Linked DNA regions of Mus musculus: all the other regions are linked to region 1. A link is a contact called in public HiChIP or PLAC-seq and promoter capture Hi-C data. All regions are on one chromosome and are shown on one strand. The core of a region is the stretch at or near the end of the contact, and the rest is flanking DNA. Distances in the headings are between cores, read along the strand shown.

Region 1 (2,700 bases), core at 4-2,503:
CTAGGCTTGAACAATCCATCCATTTAAGCTGCAACAAGGCAAAAAAAAAAAAAAAAAAAAAAAAAAAAAACCAACCAAAAAAACCAAAAAAACCAAAGCCCTCCTACCACAGCCCTTTCTGGCTATGAGGGGTAACACTGTTGTGAGTTGCATGCATGGACGCTAAAATAACAATACATAGTTCCACCTGCCTGTGCCATTTAAGGGAGCCCTGAAAAGCAGCTCCTTAGGTTTTCCCAGTTGTTAAGCACAACGCTCCCCGTGTTCTGTGCTACCTTTTGGTGTTCATACCCTAAAGCTACTAGAAGAAATGTAGAGCAAAGTGCAAAGCCAAGAAAGATTGCGCTGAATTACACCCGACAAAACTTAGGTGGTGGGATGGTGCTGGAAATACTGCTTCTAATCCCTTAATATCAAAACAGCTCCCTACTACCTGACTTTGGGTAGGAGTGTATTTTAGTAGAAACCCCAAGATAACATCTAAAAGACAAGCCTTTCGATTGCTTCTGTCCTCCTCATTTGAATTCTCAGGGCTGGCTATCACCTTTTCTGAATAGGCTTGAAGGCGAGGTCCTGCTAACCCCGGGGTCCATCTCCGTGAGAAACATATCCACAACACCCGCCCAGGCAAGAGACCCTGCTGCACCTGGGGTCGTCTCCAAGTGATGTCCTCCCGAAACTGGGCCAGAGGCGTGGACAAGTTGTAAAAGAGCGAGGAGTCCGAGGCGGGGAATGCCGCGTCCCGGAAGAGCTCCCGCGCCGGCGTCTCGGCCCGGACCGCCCGCATCTTCGGCGCCCTGGGCTCCCATCTGCGGCCCGTGGACTCGGTCGCCGCCCGGGAGCGAGTGCGCGGCCTTCACTGCAAACCGTGTTTGCTTAGCCCGGGAGACCTACTGGTGCAGAGCAGCCTAGCGCCGCAAGCTCCGTTGTCTAGGTAACCCGGCTGGAGCCAACCAGGAGCCGTGCTTGCGTCATATGACAGAGCTGCCTAATCACGCACGAGCTGCAGCGCAGAACCGTGCAGGACTGGTAGGTTCTGCTCTCGCACGAGGGCGTGGTCCCCGCGTTTCTAACTGGGCAGTGCTAGCCTGATGTCCGTATGCTTTAGTGCTCGGGACAACGCAGCTGTAGCCACTTGAAATCGAAGTCTCAGTGACCACAGGAAGCTGAAAAGTCACTTTGGTTTAGATCGCTTTGTCAATGCTATCCCAGCATGCAGCGCCGTTCCCAGCATACGTCGCTGATCACAGGCGTTGTCTACTTCCCAGCGTGCTTCGCTCCTTCCGGTGTGAGGCAGGAACTTGGCAAAGCGGTGGTTCCTCCCTGTCTTCTGAAAGAGCCAGTGAGGAAGTGGCTCAGCGAATCGCGTTGTTATCCTTCCGTCGCGGTGGTGGTTGCGTTGTTCTGGGGAGGCAGAGGTGTCACTGGGGTTGAAACTTGCCGGGGTCGGGCATTTGTCTCAAAACGATTGGGCTTCAGACGCTCTGGATCCTAAGCGGCCAGGGAATGCGGCTGGAGCATTCCTTGAAGCCTTAAATGGCCTGGCTATGGTTTTGTAGACTGGATGGTGACCAGGACGTGGACTTGCGGCTCCACGATTATTCGATGCCATGAGGAGGTCAGGGACAGGACACTCTCCTTCTGGTGCCTACTCTTCCAGGTCCCAGGAAGGACACAAATCAGCCAAGGACTGTTCTCTGTGTCTTCTCCAAATGTATTTCATCAAGACTAGAAGCTTCATAGACAGGAAGGGAGACGACGAGGCTTCACACCTTGTAGACTGCAGTTTGCCACCTATTAGGGCTGCTCTGATATTTTTTCCCTCCTCTGGGCCCCTTTTTCTCAGTCTTGGATAAAAGGTAGTCAGAGGAAATGCGGTTTGTGCAGTTAAGTAGATCAAGTACCCGTTGCCTAAAGAGGAACAACCAGGCCAAGCTTTTACCCATAACCTGCTGCTTCAGAGTCTAGACAGTTGCTCCTTCTCCCAGTGAGAGGCTGGGCTGCTCCTGCATCAGCAGCAATTACTGCTGTGGCATGACACAGTTACCTTGGCTCCACTAGGCTTCAGCGCCATGATTTGAGGTGCAAGACACTTAACTCTTTATTGAGGTTATTTAAAAAAAAAAAAAAAAAAAAAAAAGGAGTAGCCACATAGCCCAACATCTCTTTGGGATGCTTTTTCATTTAGTACTTAATTTCGACTCAGGGGACTGACTGGTGGGCTGAAAGCTGCACTATAGTTGAATCATTAAGAGCCTGGACTCGGTTTTCCAGGAAGTCTTGAGTAATTGTGACAAGTTATCCGCGACTCAAGAGTTATGCAAACTGGTTCACCCCCAGAAGTCTCATATGAGTGGTTAGCTCAGGAGAACGGCTCCTGAAGGCCGCATCCATATCCAGGGCTGGGCCACGGGCAGAGCCTGACCTCCAGAATCTGGAAGGAAAAGCTGCTTAGTGTTACCGTTGCTGTGACGAAACATCATGACCAAAGCAACTTGGGGAGGAAAGGGTTTATTCTGCTCACCTATGGCGCTTTCCATAAGGAGGGGCGCTATTTCCTGGCTCCTTTCCTGCTTTCTTATAGAACCAGGACCAGAGATGGTGCCACTTACAATGGGCTGGCCCTCCCCCATTGATCACCAATTAGGAAAATGCCTTGCAGCTGGATCTTATGGAGGCATTTTTTTTTCACTCTCTGAT
Region 2 (2,717 bases), core at 119-2,618, 700 kb before region 1:
CAAAAAGGGCCACATAGAGAGTTTTAAGCCAGCCTAGGCTACAGAATGAGGTCCTGTCTTAAAAATCAAAAATAAAGGCCTACAGAGATTCCTCAATCATTAAGAATTCTTGTTGCTCTTCCAGAGGACCAGAATTTAGTTCTAGCACCCATGCCATTCAGCATATGACCCTCTGCAACTCCAGATCCAGGCCTTTTCAGATCTCAGTAGGTTCCTGTTCACATTTAACATACACATATATGTACATAAATAAGTCTTAATAGAGTTGGCCTTGCCTAATTTCAGACTTTTCTATAGGAGGGATAGGTAGGCTGAAGGCCATCCTACAGATGATCTTTTTCAGGGGCAATAAAAATATTTGCCCCTATTGTTGATGCCTTGGGGCGGGGGAGGGGAGGAAACCAAGGTGCTTCAGGATCCAGGGCAGGGCTGTTTGCTGGAAGTCTATTTTCTTCTGGGGAAAAACACAGCAAAGAAAACCTAATCAACATGTAGTAAAATTTGGCGGTTAAAGAATCTGATGCAAGGTCTTGCATGCAAGGTTTAAGGTTCCAGGATGGTGCCCAGGAAGAAAATCCACCAGAGAACAGAAACAACAAGCCTTTATGAGTTGGGGAGTAGGGACATTATGGTGGTTTGCACTGAGCCGTCATAGGAATGGACACAGTATGGAGCCAAATCTCCCTCCCGTGGAACACTAGGAGACTGCATAGAAGTGGACATTGCTGACTAGTCACTCATACTGAATTCACAGGATGAAAGGCATCTTCCAACCTTTGGAAATCCCCGCTGGACCACACAACTCTTCCCAGCGCCAGGTCATGTCCTGGGGACCTACGATTAAACCTTTTCAGATAGGGAAACTGAGGCAGGAGAGAAGCACTTGTCCAACAATGGGCGACTTTTCTAAGGGCGCGCGTGGGCGTACTCCTTGTGTGTGTGTGTTGCTAAGCGCAGACAAGAAGGTCACACTGCGGTTAAAGCTGGAGCACCAGGATATGAGGGTAATGTGGGTTCGCACTCCAGGCACACAGTATGGGTCTCAGAAGCTTGGCAAACAGAACTGGGAAAATGAGAGGAGGGCTGAAAAAAAAAGAGAAAAAAAAGCCTAGAAAACGTCAAGGCAACTGCGCACGCGCTGCACCCGTCACCGCGCGGCCTGACAGGAGGGGCAGCCCAGCTCGGGCATATCTCAAGGTTCGGATCCAATCTGTGGCGCATTTGTGCCTCTCCACTGACCGCCCACCGCAAGTTCTCCTGGGACTTGTAGTCTGTCGCCATCAGGGCCCCGGAGCACTTGCGTAACACCTCATCCTACCGCGCAGCCTGCTGGGACTTGTAGTCTCAATTTTGCGTGCCCGGGGTACGGGGCGGGCTGCGGGACTCCTAGTCCCACAGAGCTTCGCGCTCGCCACGACGCCCTGCTCAGAGCCGCTGCCTCCACCTCACGGGCTGGGAGGCCTGGGCGTTCCGGGAGACCGAATTGCGGTGTGAGCCGCCGTGGGGACTGCGAAGCGGGCCCGGAGTCCGAGATGGAGCCGCCCGGAGGTGGGCGCTGCCAGCGGGCCTCGCCTGAATGTTGGGGAGGCCGGGCACGCCCTGAGGGCGGGTCGGGGGCCCTGGGCGCGGGACCGGAGGTCGCGGGTGGAGGGACGCCACGGAACGGGTCCCCCTGGCCACTGTTGACCGAGCGGCCTGCGGTTTCTCGCAGGTGCTTGAGGCGAGCGGGCGGAGCGGCTGCGACGGACTGGTCACGTCAGCGGGGACATGGCTCACCTCCGGGGCTTCGCGCACCAGGTGAGTGTGGGCGTCGGCGTGCCCCGAGTCCGTGGTTCGCTGTGGAGCGGATTTGTCCACTTGAGGCGGGAGAGGGGCGGAGGCCGTCTGCCTCGGGGCGCGTCTTGGGGCCGTTGGAACTCTGGCCTGTGCCGAGCCAGCGCCTGCGGAAGACGTGAGCCCCAGGGAACGTCTGCGGGGCGAGCGCTTCTGCTCGGGAGCTGCTGGGGGCAGGTGCAGGAACCTGCCCTGGGCACAACCTGCTTGACCCAGGCTCGGAGCACCTTCCCAGAAGATGGACTCCACCTTCCTTGGCTAACGGGATGGAACCCCGACACGGGACCGCACAGGAGATGAGGGCTGCGTAGGGTCAGAGGGTTCGGTGGTTTGCTCTCTGGACCCCCTTTCTCGCCTTTATTTTATTTGTGGTGTTGTTATTTCAGAGCAATATGACAGACAGCTAGTGAAGTGGAATGAGCTGCCTTGGCGGCTGATTTTCCTCTGGCTTTAGCTGTGGGATTTGCGTTTTAAGGGCTTGGTTTAGATAGGCTTAGGCTTGACAGTTGCACAGTGAAGGAATCAGTTCCTGAGGACAGTGCAGCCGCTCACCCCACCCCACCCTGACCCCCCTTCTCCCTGCATCCTTGAGAACTGGTTGTGTAGACAGGAAGCATGTCCGTCCGCTGCTTGTGGGCAGGAATTGGAGGCAGGGCTCCTTGGAGGAAACCAAACCAGCCTGGAAGACTACTCACAGCTGTTGGGGAGGGCTTTTGGCCCAGCTGTCACAGATGGGATCCCGAGCTTGCTAACTGATGCTGAATTAAGCTAACACATTTTTAATACATTTTGACATTTCGCCTCTAATTATATAACATACTAAGAGAGAGAGAAAAAAAATCTGCCTCTAGTTTATTTTTAAGAGACTTAAGCTTAGCTTATGA
Region 3 (2,700 bases), core at 83-2,582, 890 kb before region 1:
GTATGATGCATTCAAATGCAGCCAGGTCCTCCTCGGACACAGTAGAAAACGGCAGCCGTTGCACCGGATATCGCTCAGGGGTCAGCGTCACCTCTGGGCCGCCAGCTACCACGGAGTATGCTCTGTGAGCCAAGGGGCTGTACACACCCCGAGGGCAACCCAGCCGCTTCAACCCCACACAAGCTCTCTGGGTGTAGGTCCTCCTCCATCCTGGAGATGCCCAGAGGACCCTTGCAGACCATCTGGACACCAGAGGGAGCACCATTGTTCCTGCTCTTGAGAGGGGGCTGGGAGGGGGGGGGGGAGAGAGATTGAATTTGCGATTCGTAAGCAATGAAGCAATGAGAAAGCCCCACAATAACCTCTGCACCCCATCTGAAGTCACCTACACAAAGCCGCCTACAGCGGCTGTTCTCAACCTGTGGGTCGCGACCCCTTGGGAGAGTCACATATCAGACATAATGCACATCAGATTTTTTACATTGTGCTTCATAACAGTAACAAAATTAGTTATGAAGTAACATTGAAAACGTTTTATGGTTGGGGTTCACGGAAACACGAGGGTCCCAGTGGTCAAGGAACGTTGAGACTCGCTGGCCTAGAGAACAGGGCGGCTTGGGGCTGCAGGATGCAGAGGACTGGAGTCTTAGGAGGGTTCGGTTCTTAATGTTTCGCCCTGCAGTATTACAGTCCCGAGACTCCACTGAGTGAATACCTATGGGCGGTGCTGGCTCTCCAGGGCATTCATTGTATTTTAACTTTTGCAAGAAAAAGGAAGGTATCCCGGAATTGTGCACCCAAACACAATTGAAAGGAGAATTTTACATTTTACGTAATACTCTGCCACCAGTTTTACAAAACCTGGGTACATCAACAAAAAATGGCTTAAAAGAGGGAAGGGAAGGAAACCGGCCCGCACACTGGTAGCTATCCAGAAGAGGCCGCCTTCCAACTGAAGGCTCGCTCTATTTGGCTGCTGCTTCCGCCTTACCTGAGACGAAAAAACACAACACGACATGCGCAGAGCATGCGCATGCGCCATGTGTTGTGACGTCAAGGAGGACCAACTATTTGCACTCCCAGCCCACACGGCCCGTGGGTGTAAGTGAGAAGCGATGCGACTAGGTTCGCCCTGCCGGCAATCCCAACTCACACCTGACCTGTGCAATCACTTGACAGGCCACAGCCCGGACTGCACAGACTCAGACACCAGCACCCTCCACCCAGGAACTACAGCTAGCCCACTACGCACCCTAGCTTCCGTCCGAGTGCAAAGACCGAGTCCGCACCCGCACCCTGCTTCCCACCCCTGCAGAACCGTAGGCCTGAACTAGAGGGGTGGAGCGAGAGACTGCGCATGTGTGTCAGCCCGCCCTTCCTACCTCACTCCACCCTGCTGAGTGTGCCCCGCCCTTCCCAGACCTTCGGCCTTGTTTATGTTCCTGCTGACCCAACCTGAGTGCCCCCCAGGTCCCAAAGTGGCGAGTATCCTGCTTTGACCAAAATCCGACTCCACGCACTTTTCCCAACTGGCCTCATTGTGGTCCACCCGACTAGCCCCAAAAGATAAGCGGTCACATCTTCAGTTCACTGTGGCTTTTTCCGCAGGGGCCACTGTCACCCTTAGAAGCTCCTCTCTTCCCCAGGCATTTCTGTCTCCCTCGATCTCCTTCTATCGATCCTACGAATCTCTGCCCTCTTCCTCTCTTCCCCGGGCTTCCCGTCTCACCTAGAGTCACTGGTCCATCAGCAGACACGACTCTGCCCAACCCTCAAAGAAACAACAAAAGCCCGAGGCTTAACCATAGGGATCACAAAGGCCAGCCCAGCTCTACAGAGCATCCCTGACCTCCTGGGGCCAGGCCCAGCCACCCAGTCCTCAAGCAGGTACGCAGTAACTTTTAGCAAATCCAAGGCACAGAGCTGCAGCCCAGCAGTAGTTTTCCTGGGCTGAGTCTGAATTATACTGTCTCCCTTCAACTCCCAGCCCTAGGTAACAGGTAATTGCTATTTCTTGCAATTATTCTGTTACTTCAGCATCCCCCAGCTATATTCAGCTATAAATAACCCCAGTAGTTTCCATTTTGCTGGCTGGACAGACCTGGTATCTGAAACAGGGTTCATCTCCCAGTTTCCTGGGGCAGCTCCAGAAACTGTCACTTCTCCCAACTTAACCACTTCCGTTTCCCATCGAGGAACAAGCCTGGAAGTACCTTCTTTAAGATGTTAAGATAATTACTTTAGATCTCTGTACCAGGGAAGAGCAGGAGGCTCCTGAAGCTGAGGCAAGAACAGAGAGGTATAGTGGTGCCAACTAAAAGCCAAGGCACTGTGGTAGTCCTTGCAAACTGGATATAAGAATATGCTGGGTGGTGGTGGTGCATGCCTTTAATCGCAGCACTTGGGAGGCAGAGGCTGGCAGATCTCTCTGAGTTCAAGGCCAGCCTGGTCTACAGAGCAAGTTCCAGGACAGCCAGAACTACACAGATAAACCAAAAAGAAAAGAGAATGCAGCATTTAGGGATCAACAGCTACACAGTGTGTGCTGGGAGGGATCAAGGTACAGCTGTACCTCCAGAAGAGCAATTCCCTCAGGTCTGCTCACCCTCCCAGGTTTATCAGACAGGGGCATTGGGACATGGTTAACACATACTAGTTGAAAGGACATTCCAGAGGCTTCTACTGGGCTGTTTCTACCAA
Region 4 (2,700 bases), core at 115-2,614, 580 kb before region 1:
CATAGGAAGCCATGGCGCACCCCTGTGCTCCACCTACACTCAGCCCTCAGGTGGCTGACAAAGGAGGATGACGGGTTGGAGGCCAGCCCGGGCTATGGAAACTGTCTCAACAAAAAACGGTGGGGGACAGGGATATATGAAAACTTTAGAACTGACAACGAAACAGCCACAAAGCGCTTCACAAATGCCTTCCCACGTCCCGAAACTCACAAAACTTTTATTTGGCCTACAAGTAAAGGTTACTTCATACCTCCCCATTTCAAATGACCTTTCCATCTTGCTAACACTGTGAGAATCTGTGCTGCTGATCATAATGCCGTCTCCACAAGACCGACTCTAATTCGGTGCTACCCACTAATTACCAAATATTTTCACAGTGGCCCAGTCAAAAACACCTCATGGAAACAGAACAAAGCTAGGGAGAAAGGCCACCCCTTTAAAGATTCTGTCCGGAATCTTAAGGCTCTCCATTCTTTCTCAGCACGGTGTATCGACATTATTTCCTTCACGAATGCCTTGTTTTCATTTCAATTTTTCATCACCATTACTGGGACATGAAAGAGTTTAAGAAATCACTGCCACGTGTGTAAATGGCAAAGGTGCTTATAATCTCGGATGAGTAAAAGGCAGTGGGCCAGTACTGTTTCTAGATCTTAGCAGAGTAAGAATATCCGAGTCTCAGTTCTGAAGGAAAGGCCGAGAAGAAAAAAGAATGCCCTTCTGGGCTTTCATTTGTGGCTCCGGGTGCTGCTTCCCAAGGTGCTTTGTAGAGCACTGGCCTGGGGGTGGGGGCGGTCTTCAGCAGGACATTCTTGTGGCCCTTAACCCATCACGGGACACTCAGTGTCCACGAGAGATGCTGAGACTCTGATCACCCCCCTTCCTCGACAGCTGGTCTCCACGTGTGCTGTTCCTGTCCTCAGTACTCTGCTGACAGCCTGGCTCCTTGGAACTCTGCAGCTCTCAGCCCTCCCCAGACTGCCCATCTACAAAAGCAACTCTCCAGCCAGTCCTCAGCGGACATCCAGACTGGACCCGAGACTCTCCCTCCCTTCGCCCTCCACCGACAGGCCGTCCACAGACGTGTGTTGTCAAACGCGGACTCTGGCGCGCCTCACGAAGGCCTCAGAGCCGGGCGTGGACTTTCTCTGGTGGACGGCCAGCCTCAGGCCTGGTCCGGCTCGGGTTCCGCTGAGGTCCGGCCAACGAAGGAAGCCCATGCCCAACCCAGCGCCCCTGCGCGGCTCGCTCCCCTCCCCCGCCCACGGCCGCCGCGTCCTCACCGTGCCACACCGGCCTGCGCCGCCGCCAGCCAGGCCTCCTCCACGTCCTGCGCCCGCGCCGCCCGATCCCGACAGCTAGCTGCTTCCCCGCCCCCGCCGCGCGTCCGCCGCAGCCCCGCCCCCCCGCGGACGCACCACCGATTGGCCTGCGGGCGGGTCCTCCCGACCGGCGCCTGCGAGCGCAGCACCTAGCTCTGATTGGTGATCACATGGGACAGGGCGGGGCGAGGGAGCCCCATAAAGTCAGAAGCAAAGCTGTGCAGCTTCTCCGCGGGTGCAACAGGGCTTCGGCGGGCTGTGCGTGTCCTCGGCCCTGGGAGGGGCTTTAGGACCTGAGGACTCTGTGCTGGGTGGGACTTAGGAAACCCGCGAGTTCTCCGTCTTAGTCTTCGCTTTGACAAGGCGACGGGAGGATTCTATCTTGGACGCAGCTTTGGAACAACGGGAGGACTACCCCAGACCTGGACTCTGGAATGCGGGTGGCCCTGGGCGGGACTTTTGGCACAGGGGCGGGTCTCAGCCTACAGCCTGGCTTTGGCAAGCAGGGCAGCCCCGATTCTGGGTGGGGCCTTGGACTTCAAGCTCGCGGGACTATTCTGGCATTCAGGCCTCCCTGACTACTAGGCTCTTTCCTACCTTCCATCCGTGGTGCCCAACCAGGGAATAGTGGAACCGTGGTCTTTAGGCACCAGCTGTTCCTAAAGGGACGCTTTTGAGGTGCAGGCTACGCTAAGAGTCCTCGAAGCCCTCGCGGTTCCTTTCTGGATTTGAGGCTTTCTGGAAATGAAAAATGGTGAGACTGGATTCTGGTCCTTCCACTTCAGACTTGCAGCAAACTCACTTTCTTCTTCCATTGGTTAAGCGAATGGGCCTGCAGGGAGCCAGCCCTTTGAACCAGTCTAGGCTAAATAAATCCACACAGGCCCCCAAGCGATTCATATAGAACTCTAGCCTTTGGCAATAAGTCCTTAAGATAAGCAGGGAGGGCCTCAGCCCACTGGAGGGTGGGTGGGTGGGGGGGCTCTCTGCTTCTCCAAGGCAACCTAGAAGCTCAGGCTGACTGGGTCTGCAATTTTAGTAGGCTTCCCAACTTCCTCCACCACCTTGGCTATCCCTTATTTGTAACCAGCCACTGCCATAGCCACTGACTGTGATGTCCATCATTAAGAAAAGGAACTGGGCCGGGTGGTGTCGCACGCCTTTAATCCCAGCACTTGGGAGGCAGAGGCAGGCGGATTTCTGAGTTGGAGGCCAGCCTGGTCTACAAAGTGAGTTCCAGGACAGCCAGGGCTATACAGAGAAACCCTGTCTTGAAAAACCAAAAAAAAAAAAAAAAAGAAAAGGAGCTGGACTGGACAAGGCAAGAATGAGGTTTGACATGAGCAACCTAGTGATTTAGAGAGCAGGAGCCTCATTT
Region 5 (2,757 bases), core at 97-2,596, 750 kb before region 1:
AGCAGCGCCAGCCTGGGTGGCCTATCCTTGCACCCTCTCCATTCCAGACAGATTTGGGCTCCCACGCACGCCTCCTCTCTCAGCGCCAGCGGGAGGGTGAGGCACAACCGCAGAAGGGCTGGTCATGTCACAAGAAGGGAATGTCTGTGCAGAACAGCTGTACCGGGAACCCTGAAACACTGCGGGCAGGCCCATCCAACCAGCTATAGAGGGGCGGCCTGGGATGGTACCTGCTGGTGCCCCACACTCACCCAAGCGCAGCAGCACTGTGCACACCTCTGCCAAGCGTCCTCCAGGGGCAGGCGAGGCACGCTCTGGAGCGCTCCAGGAGAGGCCGGCGCGCAAAAGCCGCGCGTGCACGTACTCCCGGCCTAGTGCCTTAGCCTGGGCCACCAGCTCCTTGTCTGTGGGCGAGCGATCAAAGGCGTCCATGATCTCCGCTGCAAAGACAGAAGAGCGCCGCAGCACCTCCATGGCCGAAGCGCGGGCGAGAGGCGCCACACCTACGAATAGACTGAGTTCAGACCGGACCGCCTCCAGCCAGGTGGCGAAAGGACTCCCGCCACGGGAGGAGACCCAGAAGCGCGGCCCGAGGCACAGCGGTCCCCACCGCGTGCGCGATTCAAACAACACAGGAGGTTGGCTGTGCGCCGCCCTCAAAAAGGGCCGGTTTCCGATAGCCTCTCGTTTTGCACCCCAAATCTTTTAAAAGTCTCGGGTTCTTTTTAGGTTCTAAATTAAATCTCGCAGATCCCAGCGGTGGTCAGGGGTTGGAAACACCGCAGGGAAGTGGCGATAGGTTCTTTAATCACAGCGCCCAGGCTCCAGGACCAATTTGGGGGAGAAGAGGATGCAGAGTAGCCTGCTGCGACCAGCCGACAAGCAGGACCCCGCGGGCTCCTCCCTGCCGACGAGTGGGGTCCTAAGGAAGGCTCCAAACTGCGCGGCAGTCCCCGGGCTCGGAGACCACGCACCTGCGCACCTCGCAGAGCCCGTGTTTGTCCCCGGTGTCGCTGTTCCCATGGTGCTACATCCAGGGCACCGACGCCACGCCCGCCCGACTCACCTCTCCCGCCTCATGGCGCGCGGGGCGGCGGTGGAGTTCTGGTTTCAGGACCCGCTCGCTGCCGTCTCCGGCGGTCTAGACCCTTCCATTCAAACCCGCGAGCGCGCGCCCCGCCCCAGCGCCCGCCCCGTCCACACCCGAGCTGAAGCACAGGCTCCGCCGGTCTTCCCGCGCGCTCGCAGAAGTCCTGGTCCCGAGGGGTGCGGGAGGCGTACCGCGGTCTCCCCGCGGGCGAGAAGCCAGGCTTAGGGCTTCGCCTTCTAAGGAAACGGCAACCCCCGGGGGCGGAGCCGCAGCCCAGCTCTGCCCAACGCCTCCCTGGTTTAAGAAAGGCCAGCACAAGTTCTCGGGATGCGCCCGGGAACGCCGCCAGACTGGAGCTGTCCCGGCAGGCAGCGCGAAGAACATCCAGCTCTGACACCAACCCACTGGGGCGCACCAAGTTCCATTTTAAAATGAGCTGACTTATATTTCCTTATTGTCTTATAGAGGCTCCTTAAAGATCCTGGATTCTTGAAGTTGTAGGAGATCTGATGCCCTCTTCTGATCTCCAAGGACACCAGGCATGCACGGGGATTCACAGACATGGAGGCAGGCAAACATTCATACACAAAACAAAAATAACAATAAGTAAATATTTAAAAATAGATTCTGCATTCTTGGCTTAATAGAGCCTTTGGAGTGTGGTGAAGACTTGGGTATGTACATGGTTGAAGATACTACAAATACCCATCCATTCCCACTCAAGTCTAGCTTTGCTTTTAATGAGCTGGACTTATTTATATCCAATCCAATATATAATCTTTTGTAGTTAGTTATCTCTCATTAGGGTATTTCCCTTTGACAGAAAAAGGGGAGGGAGGGAGAGAGACAGAGACACAGAGAGAGGCAGAGACAGAGAGACTCACAAAGAGAGAGAGGCTTGTCTGGAGCTCTGTGTTGACCAGCTGGTCCAACCTGCAGGAATCACCCAGCCCCTGGCTCCGGAGTACTAGACTACAGCGGTCTTCAGAAGCTTAGTTACTTTAGGATTCATACTTAGACCTATGCTGGATCACAGACATCGTTGTGAACAGTGTGGCAGTGAATCCGAGCTCCCTTTTTCCATACCGATTTCCAAGAAAGTCAACATCATCTACTAGACTCTGGTCTTCTCCTTCATCTTTGGACCCAACTGCAAAATCTCAACAATGGGATTTGCTAACTCGACCTAGTTTGTGTAAGTAAAACACTTCACTTAGAGCTATAAAATGCATATTCTACACACGCACACCAAAATAGACTACACCTGAAACCATAAACAAGTGTCAACAAATTTCAAAGAACCAAAATCATACAGTAATTACTCTCTGAATTAAAGCTAAATTGCAGAAAAACCAGTGGAAGTCTCCAAATGCTTGGAAATGAAACAGCGTACTTATAATGAGGCAATAAATAATAAATCACAATGAAAATGTTAAAAGGTTTATTTATGTGTTTTATGTAGATGGGTGTTTTATCTGGATGTATGTCTGCACACAAGAAGAAAGCATTGGATCTCACAGGACTACAGTTATAAGTGGTTGTGAGCCACCATGTGGTTGTTGGGAATTGAACTCAGTACTTCCGGAAGAGCAGTCAGTGCTTGTAACCGCTGAGCCACCTCTCCAGTCCTACCATGGAAATATTTTCAAGTGAACAGTCACAAAAAC

Evidence for each region. Promoter capture Hi-C pulls out the DNA fragments that hold promoters and counts their contacts. HiChIP or PLAC-seq counts read pairs in DNA pulled down with a chosen protein or histone mark.
Region 2: a promoter capture Hi-C map of pre-B cells shows a contact between it and region 1. The contact joins the promoter of Stk25 here to the promoter of Capn10 in region 1. A contact is called at or near these places in 6 of 39 promoter capture datasets (the C10 cell line, the HPC-7 cell line, cranial neural crest and 2 more), 7 of 484 Hi-C or Micro-C datasets (CD4 T cells, CD8 T cells, Th1 cells and 3 more), 3 of 115 datasets of contacts at active chromatin or transcription factors (embryonic stem cells, extraembryonic endoderm stem cells and pancreatic cancer cells) and 2 of 9 other capture datasets (adipose tissue and liver).
Region 3: an H3K27ac HiChIP or PLAC-seq map of extraembryonic endoderm stem cells shows a contact between it and region 1, with 4 times the contacts expected there. The contact joins the promoter of D2hgdh here to the promoter of Capn10 in region 1. A contact is called at or near these places in 1 of 39 promoter capture datasets (neutrophils), 1 of 484 Hi-C or Micro-C datasets (B cells), 3 of 115 datasets of contacts at active chromatin or transcription factors (extraembryonic endoderm stem cells, memory CD8 T cells and pancreatic cancer cells) and 1 of 9 other capture datasets (adipose tissue).
Region 4: a contact with region 1 is called in a promoter capture Hi-C map of second pharyngeal arch cranial neural crest. The contact joins the promoter of Farp2 here to the promoter of Capn10 in region 1. A contact is called at or near these places in 16 of 39 promoter capture datasets (the 3T3-L1 cell line, 3T3-L1-derived adipocytes, the C10 cell line and 10 more), 1 of 484 Hi-C or Micro-C datasets (cranial neural crest), 5 of 115 datasets of contacts at active chromatin or transcription factors (astrocytes, cardiomyocytes, craniofacial prominence and 1 more) and 2 of 9 other capture datasets (embryonic stem cells and liver).
Region 5: a promoter capture Hi-C map of hippocampal neurons shows a contact between it and region 1, with 5 times the contacts expected there. The contact joins the promoter of Bok here to the promoter of Capn10 in region 1. A contact is called at or near these places in 9 of 39 promoter capture datasets (the 3T3-L1 cell line, cranial neural crest, embryonic stem cells and 4 more), 1 of 484 Hi-C or Micro-C datasets (embryonic stem cells) and 4 of 115 datasets of contacts at active chromatin or transcription factors (embryonic stem cells, large pre-B cells, pancreatic cancer cells and 1 more).

Annotation. Positions count from the first base shown.
Region 1 is chr1:92,932,961-92,935,660 of GRCm38.p6, reverse strand. Capn10 (calpain 10) reads right to left here and starts at 1,253. Exons shown (of 12, transcript NM_011796.2): 1 at 647-1,253. The coding sequence starts at 787. 9430060I03Rik (RIKEN cDNA 9430060I03 gene) reads left to right here. Exons shown (of 2, transcript NR_015525.1): 2 at 558-2,135.
Region 2 is chr1:93,634,378-93,637,094 of GRCm38.p6, reverse strand. It overlaps Stk25 (serine/threonine kinase 25 (yeast)), which reads left to right and starts at 1,368. Exons shown (of 12, transcript NM_021537.3): 1 at 1,368-1,548; 2 at 1,712-1,797. The coding sequence starts at 1,768.
Region 3 is chr1:93,823,872-93,826,571 of GRCm38.p6, reverse strand. D2hgdh (D-2-hydroxyglutarate dehydrogenase) reads right to left here and starts at 1,332. Exons shown (of 10, transcript NM_178882.4): 1 at 1,253-1,332; 2 at 1-287. The coding sequence starts at 265.
Region 4 is chr1:93,510,768-93,513,467 of GRCm38.p6, reverse strand. Farp2 (FERM, RhoGEF and pleckstrin domain protein 2) reads right to left here and starts at 1,364. Exons shown (of 27, transcript NM_145519.2): 1 at 1,284-1,364.
Region 5 is chr1:93,684,164-93,686,920 of GRCm38.p6, reverse strand. It overlaps Bok (BCL2-related ovarian killer), which reads right to left and starts at 1,346. Exons shown (of 5, transcript NM_016778.3): 1 at 1,067-1,346; 2 at 252-503. The coding sequence starts at 474.